Regions from separate parts of the Mus musculus genome. Here region 1 is linked to region 2. A link is a contact called in public HiChIP or PLAC-seq data. All regions are on one chromosome and are shown on one strand. The core of a region is the stretch at or near the end of the contact, and the rest is flanking DNA. Distances in the headings are between cores, read along the strand shown. Region 1 overlaps Ppp3ca (protein phosphatase 3, catalytic subunit, alpha isoform). Region 2 has its middle 13 kb from the start of Ddit4l.

Region 1 (5,681 bases), core at 680-3,179, 820 kb after region 2:
AAGAATCCGTGGCAATATTAGCATAAAGCACAGATGGAGTCCTAATGGTCTATGCCATGAGTAAAAGTGTATAGAGAATGCCAGCCTGCTTTGTCTCGCCATCCCTCACTGCCAGCAAGCATCACACCAGTGGATCAAACAGAGCAGGTGAAACGCCACTGCAAGCCCAGACATGTTCATCTCATCCCTCTCTATAACCAGAGCATGCAAAGGAAGAGCCCTTGTCTCATAATTCACATGGTGACTCTGCAAAAGAGCTGTCAGAGATACTTAGGTCAGTGCATGTTAAGAAAACGGCTTAAGGATATCACATGTCAGGCACAACTTAAAACACGTTCTGCCCTGACCTCCTTAGATTGGCAATCCAATCTTGTGGACATTTGTGTATATCACCCACCTTCATTCTAATCAAAGGCTGGCAGAATAGAAAGACAGGGCTGGCTTACAGGACATGGGAAGGGCAGTTCACATTTCCTGCTTGCTCAGTCATCAATCCAAAGCAACTGACAAATCAAGCTACTCCCAGAGACAGCTTCCCCTTTTCCAAGAGCTATCTCAGACACAGACAGGAGAAAAACAACAGATAAACTATACTCACATGGGCAGGAATGTTGGTGACCTTTGAGTCTAGACTTAACCGGCTATTTCTCTTCTCTCACCCTAACCTGGACTGGGAATCTCATAAACAACCTTGCAGTGTCATTTGCAAACAGGACATTCTTTAAGAAACATGGAATCAAGCTACTGTGTTTGCACATGATGTTTTCAACTTTGCTTAATCTTTGAACCTGGTTATAGAGCACAATGTCTGTACAATGCAACTTCCAAGCTATGCATTCACACACACACACACACACACACACACACACACACACACACACATACATACACATATGATTATGTTTGATTTGATTATATTTTATTATATTTCATATATATATATATATATATATATATATATATATATATACACACACACACATATATCATACATAAATGAAGCTTTTAAACACTTCTCTTGAGAAGCCCACACCACTGACTTGGTAGGTATAGATATAGTTCTTTCATAAAATCCATCAATACCTCCTCTCTACCCCTTTTTCTCTCCCTCCCTTCCTCTGTCGCTCCCTTCTCCTCTCCTTTCCTTCTTATGCTTAAATGCAAAGCATTTACTCTCTCTATCTTCTTTATTTCTACCTAGTAAACTCATTACTTGGTCCCACCCTCATTTTCTGTAGGGGGGTTACCAAATTTGGGGTTCACTGAATTGACCCCTATAAGGAGAGTCTCAGGATTCTAGAGACCCAATGTTGAGTTGTGTCCCCTTGCTTCATATTAACTAACTAATCCAGTGAGGCTGGGGAAAGTGGGCAACAGACAGCAAGCATGAGCTGACATGGACTCTGAAGAGCTGACCCTGTCCATGGCGCACTGCAGGTTTTGTTAGAGGCAATTGGAAAAGTGTTAGAAACCAAAACTAAGGAAGAAAGGAAGAGACAAGGAAGCCGCCCGCAGGTAATAAGAATGCACCCATCTAAAGAAAGGTTCCTTCTCTTGATGGAAGTGTATAGTAACTAGTTGCCTCATTTTTAGATGAACCTAGAGTAAAGCGTTTTGCTTTAAGGTGGTAAGGTAGTGGGGTTTGATAAGTTTGGCTATTTGAAAATACAGAATGCCAGTTAACAAACCATCAACATGTGAAATGTGATCCTATTCAGAGTAAGGGAGGGAAATATACAGGAAGATACTTGAGTCTTCCAGGCTATACTTTGTGTTCTCATCCTGGGAGATTTAGCTTAATTTACATAGAGCTTTAAACAATTCTCAGTTTATCTGTGTATGGAGTGTGCATGTGCAAAGATACACAAACCCTGTCTGAGGGAGAGAGTCAGACCCTTAGAACAGCATGAATATACTTAACAGGGCTCTGGCTACATTAGTCACACTGACGCGACTCACTTGCCTTATTTGAAAATATCAGGCTTTCACTGAAGATAGTGTCTCAAAAATCTAAATACACATGCTTAAACACCTATAAATAAAACTCCAACTTAGTAATGTCCTGGTCTTTTCATTTATCTTTGACATCATCCATTCCCAGCAACATCCTCTTCTTCCACTTCCTCTAAGGATCATCCACAAGTCCTTAGCCTTAAAATATATTCAGTCAACATTCATGGGTCCCAATCACCTCTCTAGCAAACTGAAGACCTCCTTCAGTTTTCCTGTTTGTTGACATGCAAATACAGCACAATGAGGTTTTATGCAATATGTCAAAAGTGTTCATAAAAGGGCAGAGCGGTGCTAAAAGCATTTACTAAAATAAGCAATTTTCCCTTTCCCTCTGGCTTACCAACTATATATTATACACAGTACAGTTTGAACTATCCTCTAAAATGTCTTCCGAGCAATTTTTCAATAGAACAGAACAAGAATTCCTTCAGGAAAGAAAGGGAACCTGCAGTGGAGAAATGGAGAGGGAAGAAAAGAGACCAACATATAAATGATAATAAATGTATGAAATGTCGTGAGGAAACCTACGCCTTGATATGACAAAAAAAGAAGTAAGTTTTAAAAATCAGATGTTAAATAAAATAATTACCATTTCAAGAATAATTATAGAAAATGAACACAAGAATACCACCAACAAATACTTCTATAATTTGAATTTTAAGGCAATTTTCATTAAAATATGACAAAGAGTGTATACTCCTAATCCTTCATATGTGTTTTGGTTTTTTTCCTCAACATGATGCCTAAAGGACCCAAGGAATGGAAACAGGTGAGGATCCACTCTGTCTCTGTTTGCAGTTTTGAGAGGTTCTATCACAAAACAACTTAACTTTTGACGATGATGGGAGGTTCATTTTAATACAATTGCAAATGTCTTATACAATAAATTATATAATAATGACTCAACATGATTCCTTTATGAAAAGGACTTATTGTAGCTGTTTCAAAAGATTTCAGCACAGTTGAAAAAATTAAAATAAGAGTGAACTTGAATTTTTTTTGTTAGAAGAATAAAATGTATATACACAAGACCAATGTCTTTATTTGCCTGGTTAATCTGTTAAGAATAATTTCATATAGGGTTATCAGGAAAGCAAAAACGTATTTGCTGATTTTAAATACTAAATTTCTAATTTAAGAATTTTGATTGAATATTGAATATTTTAATAAAGGTTAAAGTCAAATTAGATTTTTTTAAATAAAATATATATTTGAGGAATTGCTTTTATGATCCTATGGTAGTAATATCTAAAATGTTTAATATCTGCATTCATTTATGTCAAGAAATAGAACAACTATTGAATGTCAGTGCTAAGTGAAATAATGAAATATTCTAGCAAATGGTATTTATAGTCATTTGTAGAGCAGTAAACATAAAATAAAGCAAAAAGTCACTGCAGTGAGATGAGTGAGGAAGTAGAGGCACTTACATACAGAACACTGGCATGCAATCCCTAGGATCCACCTTCTACCAGGATGGTAGAAGGACATTAGTGAGACCTGCAAATAGTCCTCTGATACCGTCATGAATGCACTGCAGTGCACTCACAAACACACACACTCACGGACAGGCACTCACACGCACACAGAGTACACACACACACAAAAAAATCCATTTTAGGTATAGACTTTCCCTTGTTTTTCATTAGACAAATATGTCACAGGAGATTAAAACCATAAAATAAACAAAGAAATGTTCCCTAAGACATGGTGAATTTATTTCCCAAAGGAGGCGATCCCTCTGAGCATGGTAATTATCCCTTAGAAATGAAGTCTACCTGGGATTCCCAAACTTGATTCAAGTCCAACGCATGCTCTACCATGCAGAAATCCTCAACCGAACAACCCAAAAAATGCAAGATGAGTAAAGACTTTACCTAGACTGGAGTTTGAAACAGTAAATTTTAATTTTAAAATATATAATAAATATAAAATTAGAAATCTCTGAAACAAAAATAAATAGGCCAATGTAAATTATTCTACACAGGATGCTCTCACTGACTGAAACTCCAACAGCATACATTTCCTGCGCCATCATGCTTACTTATTGGCCCAATGCTCTGAGATCAAAACACCAACAAATATCACAATTTTTAATGAGTAAACTCCTTCTGTTTGAAAGGTCCTTGAAAAATGTTCCCAAATGATAATATCAATTCTATTCAGGTCTAAGAATGCCACCTAGTTACCATGTTTGAATATAGATAGGATAAAATAATTTCAGAAATAAAACCATCCTAGAAGGCTTTGTAATTATTAAGCATCGCAGGGAAGAAAGGATTGAAATACTTTGCCTCCTAGCCACCCTCCAGGGAGCCTACCTAGCACAGAGCTAAAACCCCAAGTGAACCAGAGTCCCTCCTACCCCACCTTGCTTACCCCTCCTTCTCCTCCCAAGAGGCTCTAGAGCAGGTTTCGGGAAAACACAGGCCCTGAGGGCAGCCCCATAGGAGAAACGCACACACTGCTTCCCTCAGGTGAGTAAATCTTTTCTCACCACTGTATCTGGGCTATTTCTAAGAACCACACACTCCTATATGAGATGCACAGAGCGCAGGAGGCCTTTCCTGTCAGTTCCTCAACTCAAGCCATCATTTTTATGCATAAAGGAATTTAAACATTAGGATACTTTAATGGATATTTCTGAGAATAAGTTTCCTAAACTGTTTTTTTTTCTTTATTCCATCCACCCTTCACATGAACTTGTCGATTATGATTTAAAATCAAAGCCCTTTTTAAAAAATACTTGAAGTTGGGAAGTGGGAAGTTTCCTGGTAAAACTGTACCTGTTTGCATTTCCAGCCACATGCACTTTATTAGCGTTGTCCTGCAGTGTAAGCAGAGCTTCTCTTCTCACCACATCATCCACCCACAGTACAAGCCTATGCCTAGAGACAGGGCACCAATCTTCCTGCCAACATCCATGACCCCCAGTCTACAGGAATGGGATAGGCCGGTCTGTACATGAAATCAAAACGGGCGGTGACCTGCAATAAGTTGGGTAAATAAGGCATAGAGTTCTGTGTTCACCATGGCCCGGAGGGACAGCAGGGCAATCCCATGGTGATAAACATGTCATATTTCATAATGATCTCTTATTCTAGATTATTACATGGAGTATGCTGATGCAAAGCCTAGCAAGCACGTGCCAGCATTTTTATATACTACCATTAGACAGGACTGTAAGTGACTTACTGCTCAAAGGAGATATTATAGCTTAGGACCGACAAGATTGCTCAGTGACTAAAGGTCTTGTGTTCAATCCCTGGGACCCACATGGTGGAAGGAGGGAACACACTCCTGCAAGTGGTCCTCTGACTTCCACATGCACGTCATGGCATATGTGTGCATGGCTACTTACACATATCCATGGTAAATACGTGTAAAAAAATCAATTAATTTAAATGTGTAAAAAGAGATATGCCCTTGCTGTGTAAAGTTTTCATTGTAAGGAGGTCAAGAAAGAGCATCCGATCCTTTGGAACTGGAGTTACAGAGGGTTGCAAGCGACCATATGGGGGTTAGGAATCAAATGTGGGCCCTCTGCAAGAGCAGCCAGCGCTCTTCACTGAGCCAACTCTAGAGCGACTCGAGTGTATATATTTTAAGTATGTAGAGTACAGTCATTCCTTAAATATTGAAAGAAGAAAGGTCTCACAATCTATCAA
Region 2 (6,015 bases), core at 1,099-3,598:
CCTGGTGGTAAACCCCATGCCCAGGGAGTGTGCATCATAAACTAACAAAAGTTACCTTAGAGTTGGGTGGGCTTGTGGAGGAGGTGGGAATAGGAAGAGGTGAGTGGTGAATATGGTCAAAATGCATTGTCTGAAATTCTCAGAGAATCAATGCAAACATCTGTTTTTAAAAGAGAGGTTCTTTCACAGAATTGGTCTATACTTTCAAGTATTTTGACAACAAATTGAACTTCGTAGCTGAATATTTCCTGAGTGGAGTTAGGGACCTTCATTGATTAACATTCTGGCTTCCTGTGTCTCAAGAGTTTCTGTCTGGCAAAGAGCCTCCCAACCAGATTCCTACCTGTAAGCCAAGGAGAGCGAGGCCTGGATTTGTCCAATAACACAAGCCTGTCCAACAATAACACAAACCTGTTAACCGAATTTGGAAATTCTGTTCAAGTTATTGGAAGTACAATTTATATAGATCAGGCACAATTGACAGGAGCTGCTGGTGGTGCTGCAGCCAGTTGAGGCCCTGAGAAACGGCCTAAACCCTGGTTCTGTTTTGCTTTAGTGGCAACGTTCCTAAGATTGAATGACCTGATGCAGTTTGGAAATGCTTGGTTTTACTTCCTCTGGCAAAGAACATTTTAGATTGTATGTTGTTTATAAAATAGATATATTTAGAGGATAAATTTTAATTTGTATATCTACCCTTTAAAAACAAGCATATTCAGGAAGTTTTGATGGGGTGAGAGTTGCTTTAGGTTAGGTCAAAGAATTAATCTAAGGGAATCGCTTGTCAGGAAGACGCTTTGCCTTTGTGTTGGCTCACAGACTTTCTCAGATTCCCTGAGCTTTGGATTAAGAATGCAAAACCTTTGACATTTTGGTTTGTTGATTCATGTTTAAGGGGTATCCACTATAGCTTCATTTTACTGTCAGCCGCCATGACCTAGAAAAATGTTGAATCTACTTTCTGGAATTCTAGGTTATGGGTAAGGTTAAGCATAGATAAAGAGCAAAACAAAAGGGGCCTTTCAGCATTCATCAAATCCCAGGGCTTGAGAGAGGGCCAAGAGAGTGAGGGCAAGTTCCTGTCACCTGGGCTACCATGCTCATTCAGTTATACACTGGAGTTGACATTTAAAAACATTGAGAGAAAAGATGAGGACAGTTAATGATTGACTACCTAATAGGACCAGTTGACCCAGTGATTAAGTAACCAACGGGATTCATTTCTGGAAGAAATCCAGCATTAGATAATTTTCTAAAGATTTTTCTAAAACTTGACTTTGTAAAAGTAGGTCATCTCCCCTGCCCCTGCCCCCGCACCCCATCTTCCCCCATGTCTCGCCCCACCCCCCATGGACTATGTCTCCTTTCCTAGAAGGAGATCTCTGGTCTACACAGCACAGTTGGTCTTCTTATAGACACAAGGGACCCCTTAAAATGCCACAGACTCCCTTATTTTATGGTCTTACTGTGAAGCATCTGCCCAAAACGTCATGTGCTAGAATCTTTGTGCTATTATTGGAGAAGCTGGAAGCTTTAGGGGGCAGAGCCTCCCTAGAAAAAGCAGGACTCTGGAGTATAGCTTTGAAGGACACACCCTGTTCTGAGCTCCTTCTCCTCTCTGCAGTTTGTCACCATGAGGTAGGCAACCTTGTCCACTCCACTCTCTCATGATGTTCTTACCTGGGCATAGAGACACATGGCCATCTGGCCATGGACTGATGATTTCAAACCATGAGCCCAGATAAATACTTCCTACTTTGTTGTTGTTTTTTGTTCTTTCCTCAGATATTGAGGCACAGCAACAAAAAGCCTAATTTACAATGTCTCCTGATGCTGTTGTTGGTGTGTGTTTACATCAGAATCCACACTGTGTTTGTTGACTCTCTTACTCCATGGCAACCTGTTAAAAATGTGCTGTGTCTGTACGAGGTAAAACCATAAAGGAAGGGGAATTTTAAGCTTGTGATCCTCTATTTTTTTTTAATGCTAACTTGGCACTGGCTCCTTTCTGGGCTGGCTTTCTAGGGCACTCAGCCTGAAAGTCCAGGCTTCTCACTGAGGAACCGCTGTCTAGCCGAGGGTTGTAGGTCTCAGTCCCTTTCCACACACTTCCATCCCTTTAAACAATGGCCTGCTTGATTTCAGACCCTCAGTGCTCTTAGTGTAAGTTAAAATGAATGCTTACCATGCACAGCAGGTCTACTATAACTCCTAAACATTAGATTGCTTTATTCTTTTATCAAATTCAAAAAATTAAGGGGTTAAATGAGAAGTTAGACCAAAACCGAAAGTATCTCAGCGAACACGTAGAGAGGGCCTCCGAGCCCTTGACTGCACACACGAACGCCTGCTCTGCAAACATGTGGAACTCCATTGGCTTTCTGTTTTGTTTTTCCCTGAGACAGAGATTCATGGAGTCCAGACTGGCCACAAAATCTCTATGTAGACAACCAAAGTGACTCTCAGTCCTCTTGCCACTGTCTGCCAAGCTCTGAGATAACAGGCATGTACAAGCTCTGAGATTACAGGCATGTGCAAGCTCTGAGATTACAGGCATGTGCAAACTCTGAGATTACAGGCATGTGCAAGGTCTGAGATTACAGGCATGTGCAAGCTCTGAGATTACAGGCATGTGAAAGCTCTGAGATTACAGGCATGTGAAAGCTCTGAGATTACAGGCATGTGCAAGCTCTGAGATTACAGGCATGCCTATGCTACCCTGCCTAGCTAATATAAACATGAGTGGTTCTGTTTCCTTCCCCTTAAGACATTTTGAAAAGTTATTGTTTGAAAACTATAAGCATTTACAAAATAAAGAATAATAAAAAAGAAATACAGTAGTCCCTATTTTCTCATGGGGGAAACTTTCTAAGCTGCCTATTGGATGCCTGGAACCTTGAAAAGTCCCAAATCCTGCATATACTATATTTTTCCTACACACACACACACACACACGCACACACACACACACACACACACACACACACACACACACACAGAGGATAGAATGGATTTGGAATAGGAACTCATCAACAGTTGTAATAACAGAACAGAATAACTGAGTAATATACTAGAATAAATTTAATAAGGTTATTTCTCTCACACGCATAGAATTAAGACAGACTTAATACTTTGGTCTTGACTTTGACAGAGAAAGAGTGGCCACTCATTATTTGTGTTGCAGCTCTGTCTTTATGGCTGGCTGTGTCCTAGGGGACTCTGCATGATTTGCCCATTATTTTCAGCTGATTTTAAGATAAAAGAAAAATCTAATTAGTTAAAAATTCAGGACACAAAGGTCCCAGGAAAAGATAATTTCCCTAATGTTAGAGAGCTGGTGACAAGAAACATAGGAACCAGAACCCAGTTTTCTATAGTTGGTTGAATGAATTTGATGTTTAATAAGTTCAATACCATTAACTATTTACTGCAGACATGGAACTTAATACCCTCACCTCCTCCATCCCTCCTTATCACCTACAGCTCTAAATTGCTTTTACGGCTAAGTGAAAATTCACTCTCTTGCAGGAAAATGCACAATTGGTTTATTCAAAGTTTCTTCAGGCTCACATCTCATGAACCTGTAGGAAAATATTTCCGAATGCTATCTTTAACACTATCTGCTTACTAAAAGAGAAAAGGGTCATGTCTATATTGTTAGTCATATTTTTCTCCTTAAATATATAATGATCGGGTTTCATTCCCTGGCACCAGTAGATGCTCTGAAAACACAGGCTACCAAATACTTTGAATTTCTACCCATCTTGTGATGCTTTCCTTTATCTGCCTTTTGGTGCACCGTTTTAGCTTGAAATTAAAATGTAGTGAAGGTTGCATAGTCTTTGGGGCCTACTGTAATAGAGACTGCATCTTCTGATCTCTGGTGGGTTTAACAAGTAGTTTTTTACTTTTACTACATTCAAGGCCAAAAATATGGAAGCAAAAGAGTTATGGAAAACAGGTTTGTGAAGGTGGAAAAATCCCAGGGAGGTACAGAGTCTTTAAAAGGCATGAGGGAAACAGTATCCAATTTAGATCAACCTCCTGTCTCTGCTTTTTATATCCCTTCTGTGAATTCAGGAAAATGAGCTCTGAATTTAATTGTAGTGTGGGTGTGTGCCTGTTTAGATGAGAGATCTCCTAAAATTTGCATCAATATTTCCTACAGTACCTCTGGAACATCCCAACCTGCTTCTTGGAAGCTTACTTTTCTCTAGGGACACATGATTCACCCTGATACTTACAGAGAATGGTCTGAGCCCCTACTGGTGGTGCCGTAGGCACACAGTATGTTTATCTTAGTGGTGGTGTCATGACATGTGATGATTGAGCAAGGTTAGAAGGTAGGGGAGCTTTTAGAAAACATGCTTTGCTTTGGTGGACTCACAATTGAAGGCTCTAAATACCTTGCCACCCGTTCACTCTTCTGTTCGACCCTGACAAGGTATTCTGATGCTTAAGATCAAGTCAACACAAATAATGTCCAGCATCTCTGTTGCCTCCTACGGGCTGAGGGCGCAGAGACTCTGCAAGTGAAAGCCACATGGATTCCTCGATGCTTCTGGCTGAGGGGCTATTTGTCTCTCCAGTTCAGAGACAAACAGACTGAAGAAATTGCTCAGTGCAGAGCTCCTGGTTCCTTTGTTTTCTTCCTCCTGTCAGGTAGGGCAGAAGTTTCAAGGCAGAAACCTCATAGAGTAGTGCTCAGAAATTAGAAAAGGTAATCAAAATTAGTTAGACAAACTTGCTTTCCTCCCCTCTGTTTATGTTTCAATGAATGTGACTGATATAAACTCCCTCCTGACATAGCCAGTAAAGACACTGTGCTGACTGGTGGCCATCTCAGGAATAAGTTTGTATCAGGGCACTGCAATGCTCAGCTTCATGTGGGCTCTGGAGATTCAAACCTAGACCCCCACGCTAACACAGCAAGGGCTTTACACACTCAGCTATCGTCGTTTGCTTTCTCCATTCTTTCCCTGAGATTTATGTAAGCACAAATGCACACTTTTCTTTGTTGCGGGGCATGCTTAACCCCTTTAGTCTTTGTAGGTTATCGAGTTCCACTTAAGGCTTTTCACCGATCTTACCAGCCCAGAATTACTCCTGAAGGGAACGTTTTAAATCACTGATTTCCATTTTTAGAAGTAGTCGAGGGCCTGCTGTTGTAGGGAACTGTTGTAGACTCTTGGTGTGCATCCGTGTACAACATGGGCAAAACAAGGAATACAACACACAATAGATGTAATAAGTGCATGATAGAATACTTTAGGAAAATGATCAGAATTTGAAAAGGATGGAAAGGAGGAGAGAGCTGCAGAGGCGAAGCAGACATCGGAGGTAGCAAGCTGTGTGCACTGTGAGCCAGTGTTCAAGGAAGACCTCATGGGCAGAGCTACACAGAGATGAACAGGCAGAGCCTCTGCGGATGAGAGTCCATTTGCTTTCTTCCAAAAAGCCTCTTCAATTTCTTGGTGAGAGGAGCCCCTGATGAAGCTGGGAGACTAATAAATCCTATACACACTAAGAAAATTTTCTTCCACGGAGGCTTGCCTTTTGGGTCAGTTTTAATACTGTTTTGCCAATCCAATTTGTGAGCTGGTTCATTGGTCTTAAGTTTAAAATGTAGGTCACTCCTGGAATCTAGTAGTTGTGTCATGGTTCAATAACTTTCTTAAGCCTCTCTTGTGGAACTGTAAGTGAATGAAGGCTGCGTTTCAAAAAGAAAAAAAAATGTCTGTGTCCCTTATCACTCTGGCTATGCACATAGAACACAGAACACAGATAGAATGTCTTAGGTCTTTAATCTATGTATTCCAGATTACTCATGGTAATGACATTTTTGAACACCTTTATTGAGTAAGGATATATGTGTACAAAGACTGGAAGTCATAGGCCTTAGAGAGAGTTCTTGTCTAGAACTGGTAGGTACTGGTTATGTTTGTTCCTGGTGTGCAATTAACTATGACCTGTAATTGAGACAGAAATTAAATGCCATTAAAGTATGAGGGGCCA

Evidence for each region. HiChIP or PLAC-seq counts read pairs in DNA pulled down with a chosen protein or histone mark.
Region 1: an H3K4me3 HiChIP or PLAC-seq map of bone marrow-derived macrophages shows a contact between it and region 2, with 5 times the contacts expected there. The contact joins two enhancer-like sites. A contact is called at or near these places in 2 of 39 promoter capture datasets (hippocampal neurons and liver) and 2 of 115 datasets of contacts at active chromatin or transcription factors (bone marrow-derived macrophages and embryonic stem cells).

Annotation. Positions count from the first base shown.
Region 1 is chr3:136,785,204-136,790,884 of GRCm38.p6, reverse strand. The region is part of intron 1 of Ppp3ca (protein phosphatase 3, catalytic subunit, alpha isoform); the gene reads right to left. Among named protein-coding and RNA genes, the nearest start is that of Ppp3ca, 120 kb to the right of the region's middle. Within about 2 kb of position 1,929, at least 3 of the 459 cell types and tissues checked have an H3K27ac peak or open chromatin away from gene starts, as enhancers often do. A contact at or near this core is called in bone marrow-derived macrophages, where this site is marked.
Region 2 is chr3:137,607,279-137,613,293 of GRCm38.p6, reverse strand. No RefSeq gene overlaps it. Among named protein-coding and RNA genes, the nearest start is that of Ddit4l, 13 kb to the left of the region's middle. Within about 2 kb of position 2,348, at least 86 of the 459 cell types and tissues checked have an H3K27ac peak or open chromatin away from gene starts, as enhancers often do. A contact at or near this core is called in bone marrow-derived macrophages, where this site is marked.